Regions from separate parts of the Sus scrofa genome. Here all the other regions are linked to region 3. Evidence: chromatin contacts called from public Hi-C and HiChIP or PLAC-seq data. All regions are on one chromosome and are shown on one strand. Each heading gives the region's core, a stretch centred on a gene start, on an enhancer-like site or on the middle of the called end of the contact. The rest is flanking DNA. Distances are from core to core; before and after follow the strand shown.

Evidence for each region. Hi-C and Micro-C count contacts between places; a contact is called where the count stands out from the background. HiChIP or PLAC-seq counts read pairs in DNA pulled down with a chosen protein or histone mark.
Region 1: a contact with region 3 is called in an H3K27ac HiChIP or PLAC-seq map of alveolar macrophages. The contact joins the promoter of MED10 here to the promoter of NSUN2 in region 3. A contact is called at or near these places in 1 of 5 promoter capture datasets (liver), 2 of 47 Hi-C or Micro-C datasets (embryonic fibroblasts and heart right ventricle) and 1 of 2 datasets of contacts at active chromatin or transcription factors (alveolar macrophages).
Region 2: a contact with region 3 is called in a Hi-C map of skeletal muscle, with 4 times the contacts expected there. The contact joins the promoter of UBE2QL1 here to the promoter of NSUN2 in region 3. A contact is called at or near these places in 2 of 47 Hi-C or Micro-C datasets (liver and skeletal muscle).

The regions. Positions count from the first base shown.
Region 1 is chr16:75,515,665-75,518,364 of Sscrofa11.1, forward strand. It overlaps MED10 (mediator of RNA polymerase II transcription subunit 10), which reads left to right and starts at 1,328. Exons shown (of 5, transcript XM_013982820.2): 1 at 1,328-1,536. The coding sequence starts at 1,415.
Region 2 is chr16:75,473,123-75,475,822 of Sscrofa11.1, forward strand. UBE2QL1 (ubiquitin-conjugating enzyme E2Q-like protein 1) reads right to left here and starts at 1,384. Exons shown (of 4, transcript XM_021076776.1): 1 at 1,175-1,384; 2 at 1,034-1,172; 3 at 481-1,031. The coding sequence starts at 1,279.
Region 3 is chr16:75,334,225-75,336,972 of Sscrofa11.1, forward strand. NSUN2 (tRNA (cytosine(34)-C(5))-methyltransferase) reads left to right here and starts at 1,351. Exons shown (of 20, transcript XM_021077095.1): 1 at 1,351-1,708; 2 at 1,824-1,981. The coding sequence starts at 1,607. SRD5A1 (3-oxo-5-alpha-steroid 4-dehydrogenase 1) reads right to left here and starts at 1,214. Exons shown (of 5, transcript XM_003134156.6): 1 at 717-1,214. The coding sequence starts at 997.

The DNA of each region.
Region 1 (2,700 bases), core at 78-2,577, 180 kb after region 3:
AAGGAAGAGGGGGAGAAGGTAGGTGCTATCTAAGCACCAGAAGGAAGAAGGCAAGCCAGTGCTGACTTCAGGAGCCCAACTGAGGGACAAGGAGACTGTCTTTACTGGGGCCTTCATGCAAACTTCAGGTAGGTGGGCATTTGCAAAGACACTGCATTGTATGGAGCAGGGAGGGACTGACCCTTCGGTGGGAGGTGGCAGCAGTTAGTACTGGAAGCCTCCATTGTGGCACTGGGCTTAACATCACTGTGTGTGGCCTGGGCTGCTAATTCATTCTTTTAGGGATGGTAAGTCTACTGGAAAAGGGATGGGTCTGAGGCCCAGCTTGAGCTGCCTCTCAGGGTTAGGGCAAAGGCTGGGTGGCTCCAACAGGGACTGGCTGAGAGAGGGGCCAGCCCCTGGAGGAGCAGGTGGGGGTCTGCTGGAACCTGTATAGCAGCTTGCTGTTGTGGAATAAGAAGCTGATCAAGGAGCTCCCATTATGTCTCAGGGGGTAAGAACCTGATGTTGTCCCTGTGAGGATGTGGGTTCGGTCCCCAGCCTCCGTCAGTGTGTTAAGGATCCAGCATTACTGTGGATATTATTACAGCATAGATCACAGATGCAGCTCGGATATGGTGTGGCTATGGCTGTGGCATAGACCTGCAGCTAGAGCTCCAACTCAACCCCTAGCCATATGCCAAGGGTGGGGCTCTAAAAAGAAAAGCAGCAGCAGCAGCAGCCAAATCCTTTCCTGCTTTCCCGCAGGCAGTTGTACCTGTGCATAGGAACCACAGGAAGGGATGAATTCTGAAATCTTAAAGATGGCTCGTGCCAGGGGGGCAGGATTTCAGGTATCTTCTCCCCCTCGTTATAATTTTCTTTATTATTTTACTTATTTACAATGAGTACCTGTTATTTAAATATTCAGTAAAAATAGTCATTTTCATGAAGGAGTCAAGCTACTCTTTCCAAGTGCTGCCCACTGGGTTTGTTGAGATTTATCTACTTTAATCTCAAGAAACAGGTCTCAATCTTAGCCCAACTTTACGGACGAGAACAGAGGCTCACAGGGTAGGGAACCCGCCCTGGGCCAGTGAAGGCAGAACAAGGTCTCATAGGTCCTCAAGGCTGGCTCTTTGCGGCCGCACGCGGATACCGAGAACCAAAACCCGCGGTTTGCAGCTCACCCGGCCGCTTAGGGCTGTTGGGGCGGGGCCAAGAGGACTCCGCCCGCTCTGCACTCAAGCCCCGCCCCCGACGCAGGCCTCTCTCTAGGCTCCAGGCTCCGGGCCCCCGAGGCCCCGCCCCATCCCGCCCCGCCAACCAGGCCCCGCCCACTGCCCCAAGAGGAAACGGAAGTGGTGGAGACCCCGGGCGGAAGCAGGAAGCGGCGGAGCCGGACCACGCCCGCGGCGGTTCGGGCCTCGAAGCCATGGCGGAGAAGTTTGACCACCTGGAGGAGCACCTGGAGAAGTTCGTGGAGAACATCCGGCAGCTTGGCATCATCGTCAGCGACTTCCAGCCCAGTAGCCAGGCCGGGCTCAACCAAAAGCTGTGAGTGGCCACCGAGTCCGCCGGCGTGTCCTTGGGTCCCGCGGGGCAGTGTCTGCCTTGGAGCCGGGATGGGGAGCCGGGATCCGGCCGAGAGCCGCTGCCTCTCCCCGCCCTGCTCCGGCCAGGCTCTCCCGGCCCTCCGGGTCCAGGCTGTGCGGTGCGGGGGCGGGGCGGGGGCGGGGGCGGGGGCGGGGCGGTGCTAGCCTCTACCGCCTGTTGCCGGCCCTCCTCCTCCACTCTTTGCCTTGCTGGGACCTTTTTTCGAGGCCCCATTTGGAGCCGTTATCGAGGCCGGATAATGCAGTTTTCGTTTCTGGGGCCGTCAGAGGGAGGCATGCTTCATGATCTAAGGCTTTTCCCCTGGCACCTTCCGGGGCGTGCAGTCTCTGTGCCCCAAGGGGAGACGGGCTTCACCCACAGCGCGGTAAAATGGGCCCGGGAAGGTCTGGGCTCGGAAGCCACTTGCTGTCTAGGCCTGGATGCGGAGGAATCGGCGGGTGGTGGTGGTGGTGGTGATAATGATGAGAAAGGCCACGGAACGTTTATTAATTAATTTTGGCGTCAGCCTTGTGCTGGCCATCGTGCTAGGCCCTGGGGTAGACAAAAGGCAGATACGGATAGAGTGCTCTGGAGAGGGGCCCACAGCTTTGTAGAGGGTACGGGCATGTAGACATATTTGCACCCCTGCTTACACAGCCAGTACTGTGGGACCAGCCAGCTAATCTAGGAAGCTTCCGAGGGCCACTGAAATTAAGCCCCGCAGCCATGGTTTTCTTCCCCCACAGACTTTGAGGATGGATTCTTGAGCCAGAGTTCACTGCCTTGGTTATTGTCTGAAACCGCACACAAAATCACGTCCACCATGGGCGTTCCCCTTGTGGCTCAGTGGGTTAAGAACCTGACTAGTTTCTATGAGGATGTGGGTTTGATCCCTGGCTTTGCTCAGTGGGTTAAGGATCCTGGCGTTGCCCCAGTAGGTCACAGACCTGGCTGGCAGCTGGTGTTGCTGTGGTTCCTATCATACCCCCTAGTGTGGGAACTTCCCTGTGAGGCAGGTGCGGCCCTAAAGAGAAGAAAAAAAAGGAAAAAAATCAGCTACAACTCAGGGTGATTGTATTTGAGAGAGGGGTCATGTTTTTCATCAGATTCTCAAAAGTTTTCTGC
Region 2 (2,700 bases), core at 134-2,633, 140 kb after region 3:
GGGAGAAACCAAGGCGGGGGGGGGGCGGTAGAGGGAAATGGGAGGGGTGGGGGAGAGGAGACGGGGGGGGGGGCCGAGATGGAGGAACGTGGGGAGGTGGCGAAGGGGGGAGGGCAGGGGGAGAGGCGGGCAGCGGGTTAGGACTTGAGCACAGAGGGTAGAGGGGTAGAGTGAGAGGGGGCATAGGGGAGAAAGCGGAGGAGAAAAGGGCGAGGAGGGTGTTCGGGGAGGGAGAGGGCACATCCTAGAGGGATGGGGAGAGGGAGCAAGAGGGAGACCCGCAGGGACTGGGCAGCGCACGCGGGATGCAGAGGTGGAGAAGGAAGAAGGCGCTCCCGGAGGACAAGTGGAGGCGCCGGGAACGTCGCCCCTTCGCAGGCAGGTTTGGAAGGAGCGCCGCGCGCACCAGGGGCGAGCGCAGCCAGCCCCGCGCGCCCAGCCCCGCGCGCCGCGCGCGCCCCCAGCCCCCTGCCCGCTTACCTGGCCCTTGACCAGGCTGGCGGCGAACTGGCGCATGACGGCCTCCACGGTGTAGGCGCTGGACCAGCCGCGCGGCGTGAGCAGCTCCATGCAGATGGCGCCGCCGTCCAGCACGTAGCCGTTCTCCAGGCGCGGGCTGAGCACCCGCATGAAGGGCGGCGAGAAGGGGAAGTTGTCGGGGAAGGTGAGGTTGAGCAGGATGAACTCGGTGTTGGTCTCCTTCATGTCCTGCCACAGCACCGAGTCCTTGTCCACCTGGTGCAGCTTCACGTTCCAGTCGAAGAGGCTCTCGTCCACCAGCTCCACGGAGATGAAGCGGTCGCTGAGACGCGCGATGTCCTGCAGCTCCTTCATGAGCCGCCGGCTGCGCACCTGCGTGCAGTGCTGCTGGCGCGCCGCGGGCACCAGGCTGCCGCCCCCCGCCGCCGCCGCCGCCGCCGCCGCCACCGCCGGGCCCGGCCCCGCCCTGGCGCCCGCCGCCCGCTCCCGGGGGCCCCCGGCGCCCGCCGCCCCCGCCGCCCCCGCCGCGGGCTGCGGCGGCTTGTCGCGCGGGCCAGCTCCGCCGCGCGCTTGCTCTTGCCCTTGCCCGGCCCGGGGCTGGCGTCGCCCGCGCCCCCGGCGGGGTGCTGCTGCTGGGGCTTGTGGCCGCCGCTCTTGGCGCCGCCCTTGCCGCGCAGCGACGCGCTCTGCTGCCGCCGCCGCCGCCGCCGCCGCCGCGGTGGTTGTGGTGGTGCTTGGGGTCCTCGGTGTCCCGGTTGTGCAGGCGGATGAGCCCGATTTTGCGGAGCAGCGTGGCCATTTTAGGCTCGGCGCCGGCGGAGAGCTCCCCTAGGCTCCTGCTCCCGGATCCCGAGAGCCGGGGCGGGGTGGGGGTAGGGGGCGCGGGGCGGCAGCGACCGGCGACCACTCAGCGGGGCGCGGCGCGGGCCACGCCGGGCGCCGGCGGCCGTGGCGCAGCCGAGCGGGCAGCACGCGCGCTCGCCGGCTCCTGGGTCGCCGCTGTCATATGACGGGGCCCGCTCTGGTTCGGGCTCCGGCCGCCCGGGAGGGGAGGCGTGGAGGGGACGCGGCGCGGCTGGCCGTCCACTGGCCGATCCCTGGACGCAGCCCCGAGAGCCCGGTGTCCGCGGTCCTTTGTGCGCGGCCGCAGCCGGGCTAGCTTCGAGTCCGAGCGCCGCGCCGGGGCGCGCAGAGCCGTCCGCAGCGCCCCGGAGGCAGCGAGGTGGCCGCGGGCTCGCGCCGTGCGCGCCCGCCGGGCCGTGCCGCGCTGGCGGCTACTGCGGGGCCCGGGCCGCTGCCGCTGCCGCTGCCGCTCGCGTCGCCGCCGCCGCCGCCGCTGCGGCTGCTGACATTGCAGAGGCGGCTGCTCGGTCTGAGCCCAGCGCGGCGCGGAGGGGGCGGCTCGGCTGGCGGGGGGGGGGGGGGTGGGGGGGCGCGGGGCGGAGCCGCGGGCCTGCCTGCGCCGTGCCGCCCCCGCCGCCTGCCCGCCCGCCCGCCTGCCGCCCGGCTCCCGCGGCGACACGCTAGCGGCCGCTGGGGGGAGACATCGGCGCGCGCCCGGGCGGCCGGGCGCCGGGCTGCGAGGTAGCGGCGGGGGGAGCCGGCAGAAGTGGGGCGAGGGTGGGGAGTGGGGTGAGAAGGGGCTCGCGTGTGCGCAGGTTAATGAGGATCTCCATGGCTCCCGGTCCTTCTGCCCGGGATCCAGGCTCAGCCCCCGGCCCGGCCTCCGATCTCACTTAACCTGGTTAGAAAAAGCCGGAGGGGAAGGGGTGTCGGAGAAGAGTGGAAAGCAACCTGTTTATTGATTCCCTCGCACCCGATGGAGCCCGGTGTCCTACACTGTAACCCTGGGCCGGGGTCTGGGGAACCAGCGCTTTCCCAAAGACAGAGCAAAGAATCAGGGCCTGGGGATGAGGTCGCGGGAAGCATCCCCGCGGCAACCTCGAATCACGACGTTAAAGGGTGAATTCACCCCTGCGGCCGGGCCAGCTCCTCTGCAGCCCGCCACGCCGGAGGGTTCCTGAGTTCCGAAAAGGGGAAGACGCAGCCGCGGGGCATTGGCTTGCGCGGCGGGGGAAAAGCGTCCAGTGCTGGCGCCAGCGGATGCTCAGGGCGCGCGGCTGGGCTTCTGAGGCCCCGGAGTCCCCATTACCCGCGGGTGACCTCGGGGCCCGCCGCGGAAGGAGTGGGGATCCTCCCTCAGCCTGGACACTTTCATCA
Region 3 (2,748 bases), core at 101-2,600:
GAGAACACCTTTTTGAAAACTGGGCAGCCTTCTGAAATGTGAATAAACATTTTTAATTTTAAACTGGTTAACCATTTGGTTCAGCTGTGCAAACACCCAAGCCTAAGAGCCAGAGAGACACCCAACTTATCAGAGGTCCTGAAGAGTTAGACACAGCCACTGAACAGTCTTCGCAAAACCAGGCAGAGGAAAGTCACTTTGTGCTTAAGGTTATTTCTTGGAAATTCCCTCCCAGAACCCCGAGGGCCCCTACGGAAGGTGGAGGCGAGCGTCCCAAGCGCATCCCTTCGAGCCAGTGCAGTCTGTTCAGCGGAAGGGGAGATGGGGAGCGTTTTAGGAAACCGGGCTTTCAAGTTGCGGGTGACCATTTATTTGGCTGGTGAAAGCTCTACCCGCGCAAAAGGACCAAAGTGGAACAGTAGAAATGAGCACACTGGGAGAGGGAACCAGGCCCTGGGGCACAGGCAGAAGGAACCCGCGTGGGGTGGCAGGGAGAGGGCAGGGCCAGGGGGTGCCAGGGATGGGGCAGCGCACCGGGGAGTCTCAGGGTAGGGGCAGCGCCTCGGGGATGGCTGGGAGGGGGCAGCGCACTGGGGGTGGCAGGGAGAGGCGCGGGGCAGCGCACTGGGGGTGGCAGGGTGGGGGCACCCCGGGGTGGTAGGGACCGGGCGGCGCACCGAGGGTGGCAGGGAGGGGCGCGGGGCAGCCCGCCTTACCTTTGCGCGTAGTGGATGAGGAACATGGCCAGGAGGATGCAGTTGGGCCAGCGGCTGAGGCGCTCGGCCGGCGCGCCGGCGCACGCGAGGATCGGCAGGGCCAACGAGGGTAGCTCCTGCACTGCCCAGGCCGCCCGCGCGGGCAGCCGAAAGGCGGAGCGCGGCGATGCGTAGCGCCCGTAGGGCGAGCCCACCAGCTTCAGTATCACGTAGCACAGGAAGGCCAGAGCGCCCTCCAGGTAGGCGAGCGCGTCCAGCAAGAACCGCTCGGCCGGTTCCATTGTGGGGAACGGCAGGCGTGCTCCATGGCCCGCCGGCCGCGACCCGCCACATATAGCGCGGCGTCGGGGGCGGGGGGAGGGGGCGTCGGGAGGCGCGGTTACCCGAGGTTGGCGCCCGCGGCCGAAACCACCGGCTGGGATCCGCCCCGCGCGGGCAGCCTCGAAGCGGTACGTGCGCGGATTCAGCGGAGCAGACGGGTCCCGGGCACGTGCCGCGGGCGGGGCGGGAGGCGGGCCTGCAGCCCTGGCCCCGCCCACTCCGGCCCTGCCCCTCCTCCATCGCCGCGAGGCGCACGCGCGCCCTCGGGCTGTCCGCAGCGCTGCCTGAGCCCGCGCGGGAAGCCAGGGCGCTCGGCGCGCAGGCGCCTTTCGGCCTCCTCTCCGGAGCCGCTTTCCCCACTTTTCTCCTGGGGGCCGTCGGCGTTTCCTCTCGCCCGCTGTTTTCTGGGAGCACCGATCGCGACACTTTGGCTCGTTTCTCGAAGGCCCTGCACGTCCCAGAGAGGCGCAGGCGCAGACCCGCGGGGTCCTCGAGCTGCAGCCCGGAAGTGCTCGCGGCCGGTCCTGGCGGGTCGGTGTGTGAGGGCGGCGTGCGCGGCCGCGTGGGCCATGGGGCGGCGGTCGCGGGGCCGGCGGCTCCCGCAGCAGCAGCAGCAGCGGCCCGGGAGCGCGGAGGACGGCGCCGAGGGCGGCGGCAAGCGCAATGAGACGGTAGGAGCTGGGGTGAGGGCGGCGAGGGCCCCGGGTGGGCCTCCCTGGCCCTGAGGCCTGCGGGGGTCGAGGGGCGGCTCCCCGGCCCTGGGTGGACGTCTCTTTCCTTCCTCAGGGCTGGGAAGGCGGGTACCCCGAGATCGTCAAGGAGAACAAGCTGTTCGAGCACTACTATCAGGAGCTCAAGATCGTGCCCGAAGGAGAGTGGGAGCAGTTCATGGAAGCGCTCAGGGAGCCCCTCCCGGCCACGTTAAGAATTACTGGCTATAAAAGGTAGGGGGTCGTGCCTCTTGTATTTCGTGTAAAACTGGTGTAAAGATGCCCAAATTAAAAACGAGGGTGTCTGTCCCGAAAAGTGCCTGCGAGCGGTGTGGGTTCTAGAGTTTGGAAGCACTGAGGGGAGGGAGCACGTGTTCAACGGAATAGGGCAAGGGGGTGTTGCAAGTTGGGAGGCTAGAACCAGGCATGAAAATGCGGTCTGAGAACGGGTTGGCTCCTGGGAGCTTGTGCGTTGAGGATGCCCACCGTTGGGAACAAACACATGAGAGTTTGTGCCACTACCACTAAGTAAGAATTTCGGCGTTCTCTCCTTGAAGAAATTCTTGTAGTCAGGTAACTGAGGGGGTGAGCTCGTTGCCCACTGCACAGCGGAGACAACAGATACCAAGGCAACGGTGTTTTGCAGAAAAAGACTTTTGCTCCTTGTGGGGCAGTCAAGCAAGGAGACAGGAGGCAATGCTCAGATCTGTCTCCTGGTCTGCTTTTGAGTGGCGGTTTATCATGGAAGTCAGGAGTAATGGGAGAGGAGCCCAGAAGTAACCAGGAGAAAATAAAAGTAAGTTTCAAGAGTTCTCTGTGCTGGGGACTCTCCTTCAGGCCACTCCCTGGGTCAAGTGTCCACTTGTTCTGTGTTCATTCAAGGGGGCTGTGTGTGAGCAATTTGTTTCCATATTTGAGGCTTCCTTGGTCTTCTGCAGAGGGGGCTTGGAGGTTTTATTAAGTCACTTTGTTTCTTCTTAATGAGACTTGAGTTTGTAAGT